Regions from separate parts of the Mus musculus genome. Here region 1 is linked to region 2. Evidence: chromatin contacts called from public HiCAR-type data. All regions are on one chromosome and are shown on one strand. The core of a region is the stretch at or near the end of the contact, and the rest is flanking DNA. Distances in the headings are between cores, read along the strand shown.

The links. HiCAR-type assays count read pairs that join an accessible place to other places.
Region 1: a HiCAR-type map of fibro-adipogenic progenitors shows a contact between it and region 2, with 4 times the contacts expected there. The contact joins two enhancer-like sites. A contact is called at or near these places in 4 of 39 promoter capture datasets (3T3-L1-derived adipocytes, embryonic stem cells and stem cell-derived epiblast-like cells), 5 of 484 Hi-C or Micro-C datasets (all in embryonic stem cells) and 2 of 115 datasets of contacts at active chromatin or transcription factors (embryonic stem cells and fibro-adipogenic progenitors).

Annotation. Positions count from the first base shown.
Region 1 is chr11:34,842,035-34,849,070 of GRCm38.p6, forward strand. It overlaps Gm22022 (a small nucleolar RNA gene), which reads right to left and starts at 320; the gene lies at 194-320. Within about 2 kb of position 3,742, at least 49 of the 459 cell types and tissues checked have an H3K27ac peak or open chromatin away from gene starts, as enhancers often do. A contact at or near this core is called in fibro-adipogenic progenitors, where this site is marked.
Region 2 is chr11:35,064,299-35,071,066 of GRCm38.p6, forward strand. No RefSeq gene overlaps it. Among named protein-coding and RNA genes, the nearest start is that of Slit3, 54 kb to the right of the region's middle. Within about 2 kb of position 1,748, at least 49 of the 459 cell types and tissues checked have an H3K27ac peak or open chromatin away from gene starts, as enhancers often do. A contact at or near this core is called in fibro-adipogenic progenitors, where this site is marked.

The DNA of each region.
Region 1 (7,036 bases), core at 2,492-4,991, 220 kb before region 2:
GCCTCTAGGGCCAGCTCTCCCATGATGCCCAGGTGAAGGGTGGGGCCAGTTCTGCACAGCCCTCAGACATCAACATGAGAGTCTGTCCAGGCCTGCCTGGTGCCAGACTGGTGGTGGTCTCAGGCTAGTTCCCTGTCCCTGATGCTGGACTGGTGGTGGTCTCAGGCTTCCCCCTTCCCCCTTTTTTTCAAAGAAAGTTCGGCTCTAATAAGATGTGCCTAGGTCAGAACATTGAGGATAGACATCGCCTCTCTCCTCTCTGCCACCCTCTGATGCACATGTGACAAAGCAGCCACACCTGTAATGCCTCTAGGGGCAGGTCCCTTTGGACTTATGACATGTCCTTTGCCTTACAGAAGCTTTCTATTTTCATGAGGTCCCATTTATTAATTGTAGCTCTTCGTCCCTGCATGAGTTGGTGTTCTCTTCAGGAAGTTGTCTTCTGAATTCCATGCCGATGTTCAGTGTATCAGGCTTTGTGTTGAGGCCTGTGATCTACATGGACCTGAGTTTTGTGCAGGGTGATGGCTATGGATCTATTTGCATTTTTGTCACTGTAGTCTTGACTTTATTCTTTCTTTTTAATTTCTGAGTTTTAAAAATGTATTTACTTTTATGTTAGATATTTTCTTTATTAACGTTTCAAATGGTATCCCCTTTCCTGGTTTCCCCTCTGAATACCCCCCTATCCCATCCCTCCTCCCCCTGCTCACCAACCCACCCACTCCTGCTTCCCTGTTCTGGCATTCCCCTACACTGAGGCATCGAACCTTCACAGAACCAAGGGCCTCTCCTCCCACTGATGACCGACAAGACCATCCTCTGCTACATATGCTGCTGGAGCCATGGGTCCCTCCATGTGTACTCTTCGGTTGGTGGTTTAGTCCCTGGGAGCTCTGGGGGTATTGATTGGTTCATATTGTTGTTCCTCCCATGGAGCTGTAAACCCCTTCAGCTCCTTCAGTCCTTTCTCTAGCTCCTCCATTGGAAGCCTGTGCTCAGTCCAATGGATGGTTGAGAGCATCCATCTCTGTATTTGTCAGGTACTGTCAGAGCCTCTCAGGGGACAGCTATATCAGGCTCCTGTCAGCAAGCACTTGTTGGCATCCACAATAGTGTCTGGGTCTGGTGACTGAATATGGGATGGATCCTCAGGTGGGGCAGTCTCTGGATGGCCATGCCTTCAGTCTCTGCTCCACACTTTGTCTCTGTATCTCCTCCCACGGAATATTTGCATTCTTCCAGCTAGACCAGCACCATTTGTTGAAGATGCTTTTCCCCCATTGAATAATTTTGGCTTTTTTGTCAAAATTCAAGTGTCCATAGGTGTGTGGGTTTACTTCTGGGTCTTTGTGATTCCATCAATCAACCTGTATGTTCTTATGGAGTTTTTGTTACTATAGCTCTGTAGTACAGCTTGAAATTACAGATGGTGATATCTCTGGAAGTTTTTTTTTTTTTTTTTAATTGAGCAGGATTGTTTTAGCAGTCCTGAGTTTTTTGTTTTTCTTATATGAAATTAAGCATTGTTCTTTCAATGTCTATATAATGTATTTTATTTATAGGAAAAACTATTAGAAAAAATAGGCATTAGACATAGAAATTGAAGCCAATTCTACCAGGCAAGCACCTAGTACTATTTTGTAATTCCGTTCATAGCAACCTCCTGCCTTTTAGCACTAGGTGGCAGTGTTGGCAAATATTTTATAAGAAGAAAGCATCTTTCTGTCTTAGAAACTAGATTCTGCCATTGGAAGTATCTCTAGCAAGTAACACTTGCTGGTGTCCCTTAGATTAGATAAGTGCCCGTGCATACACGTGTACACACACACACACACACACACACACACACACACACACACACACACACACACGCGCACACGCACACACACACACACACACGCACACACACCAGTAACATCCAATGTTAGGCATCTGACCATGATTCTACCCTAACTGGAATTGTTTTTCTCTCCTTCTATTTAATTCATTTGCCTCATCCTTTGTTGCTGAAGAGGCCAGATGACCAATGGCTAAGAATATATATAGAAAGAGATGCTATAATATAGATGTTATAACATAGGATGAAATGAAAAATAATAAAGAAAGAGATGGTCTGGATTTAGCACGGACCTGAAGTGTGTGCTGCATTACAGGTGCGAGCCTTTCTAAGTATCTAAACCCCTGGTGATAATCAAAGCATCCAATCTAACAGGCAGCTGTGAACTTAAACGGGCAAGCATTTTTGGCATAATGTCAATAAGCAGTTGTTCTTATTAAGACTATCTTTCAGTTTAACTATCATTCCCTCTCGGACCCTTTCCTGGGTTCTTAGCCTAGGGCTTACCTCCTACGTGCGATTCATAGCACCCTATCCTTGCCCTTCAGAACATGAGTTGTTTGTGGTAATTTGCGTCTGCCTTCAGCACTAAGCTGTAAGTCTTTTGAACCCAGAGAAGAGCTTTATCTATTTTGCTCACTACAGTTCTTCTTCCCGAGTAATGTCATAGTGACTGGGACATGCAAGGACTTAAAGTTAAATGTGAAGAAATAACTTTACAAATACACCTCACTAATATTATGCAGATTAAATCTCTAACCTCTTGAATCTTTGACAAAGCAAAGCTTCTTACAAAAGATATATATGCTGAACATTTATTAATTAAGTAGCCTTTGGTCTATACTCCAGGGAAGTATGTGGTAGTATTTGATAGCCCAGAAGTTCAATTGCTTCCTTCACTGAAGCAATAAAGGTTTCCTTTACTTAAACCAATATTTCTTATTAAAAAATGTATATTGTGATATTATTTCTGCAATCCCAGTAATCCTTCCTTCCTTCTTTTCCTTCCACCTTTCCTTCCTTTACTCTCCTTTCCTCGTTTCTTGGTATATTGAGGATGAAACCCAGCGTCCCTCACATTCTATCTGTGCTGGACATCCAGCTCTATCAAGCATTTTCAATATACTAGAGAATGTAGTATGCAAACTAGCTCTGTTGGAGAGGCCCAGAAGTCAATGAATCCTTGGCTAAGAAATATGCTCACTATGTAAATACCAATTCTGAGTATTGCATTCTCTTCAAGGGAAGAGCTGTACTCGAAGAACTTAAAGTTTTCTAATATTTTATCAAGGTCACGGACAGACTTATTGACATTTTTTCAAACCAATCCGGTGTATGTCCTATTCATTTTCTCAACCAGAAAACATTTGAGTATATCATTTCAGAGCCCTTAAGGTCCCTGAGCAAGCAAGAAGGCACAAGAACAGCTACGGGAAATACTAGAGAAAGGTCGGTTTACTTCTGAACAATGATGTTTTGGGTTTCCAACTCTTTCTCCCACTCTGAAAATGGGGAGGCGTTGTTTTGTGGGTATGGTGTACACTGTACAGACCATCTAGACTCCCACCCTCCCTGCCTTGTTGATAAAACTTTAAACCGTTCTGTTAGTAGACGTGTCCTTTCCTTTGCTCCAGTCATTCTTTACTAGTTGTACTTAACCCCACTACCTGGCAGGATGCTGAGACCATTGCTTCATTGCAGATGAATCCCATCAACCACCCACGATAAACTGTGGGCTGCTGGCTGTATTATGTGACCGCTTTTGATAAATCGGTCAGTCTTGTGAAATAGTTCCCTGAAACGAAGTTCTGGAACTCATCGGCTATCTTCTCTGACAGTCGTATCTTCTCCCAGCGCTCAGATTTCCCAAGCAGCTGGGGGAAGGGCCCACATCCTCCCACAGTGCATGCTCTTGGCAAATTCAGACGTGTGAGCTTTTGGCACTAAAGTTATGCTCCTTTTGCTCTGTGTTAGCTCAGGGCTAAGAAATCTCTTGGGGGCGAGTAAGCTTTTAAATGTTAGAGGACAAACTGTTCCAGGATCCGTGTGCATTTAGCAATTTGCGAGAACGGCCACTGTCCCTTATCACTGCATTTACGTTTGCAATGCTCGAGTGGTGCTTTGTCTTCTAGGAGTGGGGCTGGAGGCTGACATTGTCCTCTTTTCCTGTCCGTCTGGTGCTGAGATCTCCCTCTTGGTTCCGTCTCCACCCGGGAATGCAGCATGGCGTCTGGTTAAGTCAGTGTGTAGTTTTCAAGTTTTCTTTACTCCATGGTCATGAACTGTTTAGCAATGTAAACACCTTCCGAGAACTGTGTCAGTTGTGCCACTGCACGAACACCAGAGAATGCAGTTATGCAACTTGCATCCCCCAGCTCAATCCTGCGATGCGCTTTCATGATGTAAACAGGGAAGGTCAATGGTTTTAAAAAAATGCCTATGGTATCAGCACTCGGGGAACCAAAGCAGGAGATTTACAAGGTCTAAGCCTACCTGAGTTATTTAATGAGAGCCTATCTCAGGAAGAGGGAGGGCAGGGGAAGCCGGTGATGCGTAGTGCTGTGGGCAGTCTAAAGCGTGTCTGCGCTTCAGTAACTTCCAAACACTTTCATTTTCAGTGCTGGTGACTGAAACAAGAGCTTTGTATGTGCTAGGTTGGTGAATCCACCAAGCCACACCCATTCTTGAACAGTAGTTGTTAGGTTTTAAAATATTTATGTATTTATGTATGTATGTATGTATGTATGTATGTATGTATTTATGAGTTTTTTAAATGTAGGAGTGTTCTATCTGCATGTATACCTGCATGCCAGAGGAGGGCATCAGATGGCTTTATAGATGGTCATGAGCCACCATGAGGTTGCTGGAAATTGAACTCAGGACCTCTGGAAGAGGTTCTTAATTGCTGAGACATCTCTCCAGCCCAGTAGTAGTTGGTCTCCCCCCCCACTCCCCGTGTGTGTGTGTGTGTGTGTGTGTGTGTGTGTGTGTGTGTATGTGTATGTGTAACCAGCTCTGCAACACCTGCTGTTATTGTCATCATTGTTATTTAATGAATAGGAGTGCAGTCCAAACTACTTATAGAAAGTGTATGCCTTAGTTTGCTGTGAAGAGACAACATAACCAAGGCAACTCTTATAAAGGACAACATTTAACTGGGGCTGGCTTACAGTTTTGGAGTATATTGTCATCATAGCAGGAAACATGGCAGCATGCAGGCAGACATGGTTCTGGAGGAGCCAAGAGTTCTACATATTGATCTGAAGGCAGCAGAAGGGGACTGTGTCCCCCAAGGCAGCCAGGAGGAGACTTTATTCCACACTGGGCAGAACGTGAACATAGGAGAACTTAAAGCCCATCTACTTAGTAACACACTGCTTCCAACAAGGCCATACTTCCTCCTATAAGGCCACACCTCCTAATAGTAGCACTCCCCATGTCCCAAGCATTCAAACACATAGATCTATGGGGGCAAAACCTATTTCAACCACTATAGTGTAGTATAGTAAATACATAAACCAAGACATGATCATCTATTATTATCACGTATGAAGCACTGTGCATCATTGGATGTGTGATACATTTATATGACAGACAGAATGGGTTTGGTTTCCCCAGCATCACTACAGACACATGAGTAATGCATCACTGTGGCCTTACGCTGGCTGCAGTACTCCGTGACTATGCTTGTTCAGTTCTTTTCTAAACGTGTGGGCCCTCTGTTGTACCTGTGTTCAATCACAGACATTGTTATATGGCCATCACTACATGTGACTCAAGGTGCTTTGCTGTGGAAAGATCTGTGTAACTATGATTTGCACCCCAGAATTCCTGGAAAGGGATTAACATGCATCCTGCAAACAGAGCCAGGTTAAAATCCTCAACAGTGACACCCCATTCATAAAATTTGAGTCTTCCAGCCAATGTAGGTGAACAGGCTTGAAAAGTAATATCTCATTTGTTTCTTAATTTGGTTAGAAGTTTGGGCTTCACTTCTACTCCCACAAAAGTCATTAGTCAGCTCTCATCCCAAAAGAGTGCTTTCCAAACCTTGCTGCATCTTAAAAATACCTTAACTAGAGAGTTTGCAACTCCTGATGCCTACAGACTATACCCAGTACTAATTAAATCTGAATCTTCCAGACATCAGTAAGTTTTGCAAATCCCTCCATGAATTCAATGTGCGGCAGAGTCTGAGAACTTTACACCGAAGCAACCACGCATGCTCTACCACGTCATTGAGCTCCGTTGCCTCTGTAGCTCAGCGGCTCTCAGCCTAGCTGTTCATCAGCATTGTCCTTACAAAAAGTCCCATTCTGATTCATCACATGAGGGGCACATCAAAAAATATTGAGCTGCTTCCCCAGGTGACTTCTACTATCAGCTAGTGGAGAATCACCTCATCCTCAGATCATTTTAAAAAGTAGTGCGATGTGAGTCCCTTAGCATTTTCTGGCAGTTAAGAGCTCTATACACGATTCAAATTCTTGTTAATCAGTAACTTCATAAGAACCCATGGTGAAGGCTTGTTCGATAAAATACAGCTCTATCAAGTTTGTTTTGTGTATTTATAAGTGCTTCCGCACAATATTTGGAATGGATAATACAAATTTACCACCTACCTAAAAATCGAATTTAACCAGCGTCCTCTGTTTTCATGTATGTGCTCACAGTAGTTAGCAGGAGAGCATGGGTTTCCCTTGGGAAGGTTGGCGGCTGGGCTGATGTTGGGGAGAGCTTTGTGTTATTCAGGGTTGGAGCCTATGTTAGAGTTTATCCCCTTCCAACTAATGGTGGTATATAATAAGGCAGGGATGGAGTGCAGGCTTAGTGTGGACCTAGGTTTAGTCACTAGCATAACCTCCCCCCAACACCTCACCCCCTGCAAAAGATCAGCTTTGAAAATTAAACATAAGTTTGAAATCCCCCATGAATGCTTCTACTTTCGTATTCTTAAGAGGTGCAGGAGAAGCGAGGTCTTGTTGTGCATGTAGGTGGAGTGTAAGAATTGGTGAAGACCTTTGTCCTGCATCTGGGCTATGGCTGTACCCAGAGCTTCCAGCTCCAGTGCCACAGCTCTGACCACAAGACAATTGCCACCTTATCATTCTGAACCTGGGGTGATTGCTCAACCTCAATTCAGTTCAGGAAAGTTGCGTGCATTAATAAAACATTTAGCATGCCAACTCTGAAAAG
Region 2 (6,768 bases), core at 498-2,997:
CAGAGGACCTTCACCTCCAAGGTTTTAACTACATGATTTAAGAGCTCCCTCTCTCGCTTTTTCTGTCTCCTCGTCAAATCATGCTTTAACCACAAGTCAAAGCCCATCCGGCTTTGTGGGATTGAAAGATACAATGTAGCACTGGAGAGAAATTACAAGCAGTAAAACGAAGGGTGTTGTCTTGTTCCCGGACCTCCCCTGAGAAGAGGTGAGGATGTAAGTTGTTAGAGGCGTAGATTCTTGGTATAACTGCCCTATTTTGGAGTCTTATGAGGTGTGCTAGCTATGTGACCTTAGCCGATCCAACTTTTTTGTTCATTGACTTTTGTATCTATAAAATTGGGGCTTTTAACATCGGGACCTGCTTTTCAACAGTGTTGTGAGGATATATATATATATATATATATATATATATATATATATATATATATCATTTGAAACATCTAAGCATACAAAGATACCTAAATGTGCACTGATCTTTTGCACTATGTTTCAAGCACAATGTACACAATTATTTTACAAAACAGATGCTAGGTTTTTCATGGAGGAAGCCAAGGCTCAGAGTGGTGTATAATAACAGTAAGCAAACGATTTAGAATAGAAAATAGAATTCTGCCAGCCTGGGGAAGTTGTGGAAGGTTAGCTGGAAGAGCCAGCTGATGAATGCAGGAAGAAGGGAGGGGCACCTAAGTCATGATACGTGATGGAAAAGGCAAAGCCCTCCATACAGAAGCCATGGTTTTAGATTACACAGAAAAGAGTGCCATTTAAAAATAGGTTTGGACCAGCGACACCATTCCGTTCATCATCTCTTGATTGTGCAATGCATCCATCCTAGAGTACGACTGTGAAGGGAAACAAGAAAAATAGCAACTATAATCCCAGCCTCGACTGGTCTCATATGTATTCTGCAAATAAGGGAAGAAAAGTGGATGGAGATTGGCGCGTTTCACACTTCCTTATCACATTATATTGTAATGAATTCCAGGGCATCAAGGAGATGAAATTTCCCAGGGATGATATCTTAAAGGTCCAGCCTTCTGTTACTGAAAAATATCATCACACTATATCTCCATAAGCATAGCTTGAGCATTAGGGTTGTGAACTCAGATGCCAACAGGGGTCAAAGAAAGTGCAATCAACTTCAGTTGCAATGTGAGAAAGGAATACCAGTATAAAAGGTGGGCCAGGTGGGAACCTGGGGTGTACAGCTTGTATTCAGTATTAGGAACTCCCTTCTTTACTTTTAGGGGGTTTCTGGCAGATAGTTCCAGTCTTTGACAGAATCCAGAAATCTGAAATTCGAAGCAAAAGCTCCCTACATTTTAAATATTGCATCAGATATTATAAACAAAACTAGGTGTGCCAAATAAAGTGTTTGAATGTCACTTTTCAGCTCTTATTGCCAGCTGGTGCCCAAACACAGAATGCTATGCAGGAAATACTGTCAGTTTTAACTCGTTGGGAAAAGTCAGAGTCCCTTCCTCTACCCTTGTTTGAGAGGGTATCCATTCCATTCCTCACTCGCACTGGATCCCCAGACAACAAGCTGGACAATTTGAACCTAGAATCTTGCTGTCAAGATATTGCTGCCACCGAGTTTCAAGTCCCTGGCTATGAATAAGTCATCTCAGACTCCATTAGTGGAGAAGTCCTCTGGGTTCAGCCACCATAGGAAGAGTGTGAATGACTCAGGCAGAGGAGCATGCACAGCCTAATGGGTCCAGCATGTGGAGGCTTTTGAGATGCTGAAGCTGGTGAGCAGGGTGTCCAGGGAGTGTGCAGAGAGGGACTGGATGTTGTAATATGCTCCCAGCTAAACTCACTGCTGGCTCTTTTGCACGCTAAAGAATTTGAAATATTTGCCTCTGACCTCAAACACAAAGTGGTCTTGCACCTCAAGGGGATGACTCACTATGAGTCCCTTATGACCTGCTCCAGTCTCCTTCCTCCTTCGAGCCTAATGGTAGAATCTAGACTTAGGTATTGCCAAACTGTCTGCAGCTCCCACAGACTCGTTCTATGCCTTTGTGCACGCCATTTTGTCCTGCTGGGATATTTTTATGTGCCTCTGGACAGCTCCTATTTGTGCTTTATAACCAGAAACAGACTTTACTACTTTAAGGATGGGGGGGGGGTCTTCCTGACCCTCCCTCTTGGAGTTAAAATGTGGGCCCTCCTTTTGTGCACTTATAACTTGAACTTACCTTTCACGTTGTGTGGCCCTGGCTTGCTTGCTTGTATGCCTTTCTGCCTTGTTTAGCAGAGCCTCTGAAAGGCAGATGGCTTGTAATCAGCCTCCTGGTATTCCATAGGCATTATACCTGGCCATGTAGTTGATAAGTGTTTACATAACTATGTGGGATTAAAGCTCTGAGATGACCACTGTGTGACCTATCTCATTCTTTTAACTGATCCAAGCATCTCACTTTAGCCTCTGCCTCCTGAGTCTCCCTGTGCTCTCTGTGATCAGATGCAGAGTGGCTGTTTCAGGGAAAGCACAGAAAGTACACAGATAACCCCAAAGCCAATATCTCTGTCCAAGCCTCGCCATTCATTCCAACTCAGAAAATACCTAATGAACGAATGCTCTCCACTCATCACATCCTTATATTTGGGAGACACAAACAAGAGACACACGAGGTTCAAACTCAACAGTGAGGTGCAGGGGACAAATATTAGATATTTATAGTTTGACAAACACAAGACTGATATGAATAGTTGCTGTCATCTCTGTCCTACAGATAAGAAATTAGGATTGAGAATAACATTCCGAAGGCCTCCTAAGTTATGGAATTGTGTGGTTGAGGCTTGACTGAGTCTAATGGAAAGTTATTATCCAGTGTTATCAGGTAAATACTGGAGAGTTTGATGAGAAGCAGAATACCAGACCTGGGTGGTAAGCAAGCTGACTATAATTGAGGAAGCTGCCAGAACAGGCATGGGATCCTGGGAGCCAGAAATGAGCCAGAGATGAACCAGAACCAAAATAGTGAGTTGACATCAAATTACTGCAGGCTTTTTATGAATTCCTTACTTCGATAAAAGCCACACTAAATTTGCCTACCTTGAAGCTTGCAAATAAAAGGACGGGGCCATAACTGCTTTATGGAACCCTTCAGTGAGTGTGGGGCAAGATGAATTCATCCTGATGCCTTCCATGATCTCATTGAAGAAGTGTTTTGCAACTCATGAGAGCTTTTTAATTCTTTGTCCCTCTGGGCCCAACCCAAAACTGAGTGAGCTGGTTTTCTAGGTGGGAGAGCCTCGCATCTGTACAGCCAGAAGTTATCCATGGCTGATGAGTTTCCATCAGTGAAGATGGAAACTCTAGTCTTGGGATGTGGGACTATGATAGGCAGCCTATTTTGGTTGAATGGGGCTTGCTCCGGCGACCCAGTAGAGAACTCTACAAGGCACCACGTTCCCAGAGCCAGGTGCAGTCATGCAGGCAATGTCCCAAGCTTCTGACATTGTGGCTAGACTCCATCCCCACAGTAGCCTGACAATAGCCAGGTATGCTCCTCCCCACAGTTACCTGATAGCTCAGCCCATTATAAAAGGAACTGCTTGGTCCCTCCTCGCTCTCTTTAAGCTTTCACCTTTCTTACTCTCTTCTCTAGCCCTCTCTCTGTCTCTCTCTCTGTCTCTCTCTGTCTCTCTGTCTCTCTCTGTCTCTCTCTGTCTGTCTGTCTCTGTGTCTGTGTCTGTGTCTCTGTCTCTCTCTCTCTCTCTCTCTCTCTCTCTCTCTCTCTCTCTCTCTCTCTCTCTCTCTCTCTCTCCCTCCCTCCCTCCCTCTCCTCTCCCCTCTCGCCAAGTGGCCAGCCTCTCTCTTTCTACTCTCTCTCCTTCTCCCTGCCTTGTTACAATAAAGTTCTAAAACCATAGACTGTCTCTGCTCATCAAGGCCCACCATGCTTGAACGATGTGATAGGCTTTCCCCTAACGAGTTTCATCTAACCTCCCACCAGATGGCCTTCCTGCGCTCCAGTCAAGGACCTGACCAAGGACTCTTACCTGTGTGGAAACCATCAAGCGCCCACTCTCCTTGCCCTCCCCTCCCTTCAGCCCCAGGGCTCAGTGCCGCCATTCAATGTGGGATGCGGGAAGTTGGGAACCTGGTGCCTAGGACTGCCCCTTGTCCACCACCCTCCAAGCTGGGGTCAGTGGCTTTCCAGAGCATGTGGCAACCCTCCTGAGTCCTCCTGCCCAGAGCACTGGAACTCTGGCGGGATGCGGGTTTTCTCCCACTCCTTTTCCCCCACACCCACGACCCCCGCATTGGGACAAACGAGCTTTTTGTTTATTTTCTCTGAGACTAGAGCTGTGAAGCCACACACTTCTAAGGGCAGGGTAGGGTAGGGTGAGGGTTTCTGGTGCTAGAACTGAAAAACTGAGGGAGATTTTTGTTCTCTTTTGTAAGGACATAAACATGGAAATCACTGTGTACCCTCCACAGGTAACTTTTACCCCCAGTTTTAATGAGAGAACATCCCGTATTTAACCTTCATGTTTTCAAAATAAGGACTTACTGTGAAGATATCGTGTGAGCTCTTTCAAAGCTCTGTCTCAAAACTCATTTCACCCCGGAGTCTCTAATTCAGCTACATGCACACATGCAGACAAGAGAGGACAGTGGCGTTTTGATTCTAGGCCCAGTGATTCACTGGCTTGAGCAGAATTGCTCACTGAGTCACGAGGCAGCTAGAGCTGGGTTCAGTCCTCACAAAGCTACCTGCCTCAACGAGAGTGACATTTGAGATGGTCTTCTAAATATTATGGGATTCTGGGATTCTGACAGGGACACACTTTGTGTGCCCAGCTTAACCCAACCTCACAGTGGCTGCCCCCAGAGGCTCTGTGGGGAGCTGGGTTTCCCAGAATCCCTGGAATCCAGGATTCTGCATTTATATCACCATCTACCAGTTAGATATGAGGTGAGACCCATTTTCTTCTCTGCTAATGGATACTCTGATCACCGTAAGCTCTACGAGCTGTCTATTTTTCCTCTGTTGGCCATAGCTTCTCTTAGGAGACAGCTTACTTAGATAAAGGAGATCTAGTTCATTTCTTGTCTCCAGAAAATTGTAGCAAGGCTCCAGGAAGATTACATTTATCCCACCAAATTAGAAATGAAGTATACACAACGATGGGAACATCCAAGAAATAACCATTTTCTCCTAATCCGTAGTATTTCCTGGTGTATCTGTCTTGGGGTTTATTGCGGCTCTTTTCACTTTTTATCCCCATCAGATATAAACTGATTCACCTGTCATGCTCCTCACCCGATGGCCATGGACTCTACTGCCCTCTGGAACTGTGAACCCCAAATTAAATGCTTTCTCTTATAAGTTACCTTGGCCATGGTGTCTCTTTCTAGCTCACTGAAACACCCTATCTCTTACTAGAGGAGTGGTATGGAGAGATAGAGAAAGCAAATCCAGGAATCTGTTTCAACCAGTATTTCCCAATCTCTAGTCTCTAGTACAGCAAGTCTCAGAAAAAGACAAGTTAAGTATGATCTGTAGTTATTGGAATAATATTTTATTAAATATTAAATTCATACAAGAGGGTGGGGCCTAGGTAGAGACTAGAGTGCCACTGCAGCTGGACTTGCTCCTTTGCTACAATGTATCCCAAGGTCTCCCATCTGCATGTGTATACCCAATTCTTCATAGGTGAATCAATGCTCATTTTTACCAATAAAAGAATCAAGGTTCAGAGAGATGAAATAACTCACCTCATTTTGATCAACCAGCTATTGGCAAAGCATAAGCCAAAATCCACATCCTTGAAAAGTTAAGATTGCTGAAGTCCTTCTGAATGTAGACTAGGGATTTGTAGAGATTAGGAAGCTGTCTGGGTGTTAGGTGGTGTTTGACCAGTGCACACATATATGTGTGGGGACATGACAGTGTAGCCCATTAATGTATACAACTAATACATCTTAGTCAAAAGTTAAGGTACATCTCTTCTAAGGGGATGATACAATGTTATGAAGCAGGAAGGCAGGCCAGAAAGCAGGGAAAGAAAACAGACAGAAGGTGAGAAAATCTAAAATCTCTGAGCAAGGCCATGCAATGTGCCTACACCAGTTACTGAAGGTAGGACAGAGAAGCGCTGTTCTCTCATCCAGGGCTATTCCCAGCTCACTAAAGAGGTCAGAGCCCCTCAGTGCCTTTTCCACGTGTGCCTGGAATGCTCTGGTGATTTGGTCTCTGTCAGTTACATGTTGTCTTTATGAGGACCCAGAGTCCAGAGCTTTCTGAACAGTTAGGAGACACTCTGTCTTCAACGCTTTGCTCATTGAATGTCTATTCTTCTCTCCAGATGCCAGATGTACTGCACAGATGTTCTGCCCTTCTTGCTCAAAATTCTCGGGGTGGGGACATTGGGCACTTTCTCCTTTGGTCCCTGCCAACATTGGCACCATGGAAAGATGTTTGTGTTTGTCAAGGAGTTGGGAGGACTTTCTATTTGGCTGTCCTTCTCCCTACAGGGAGCACTTGTGGAGAAGAGGGAAAAGAGAAACATCTTTTTCAGCAGCTACATCTTGGCAGTCACATTTCTCTCCACAACTCTGCACTCTTAGTGATTTTTTCACTCTGTGTGTGAGGGGGGTGTAAAAGGGGGGTGGTGAGAGGAAGGGAGAGAGGAAAGAAAAGAAGGAAATAGGAAGAGAGGGGAGAGGGAAGGAGAGAGAGGGAGAGAGAAAGAGAAGAAGACATAGTATGGGTCCATCTTGTTACATATATAAATGCAGAAAGC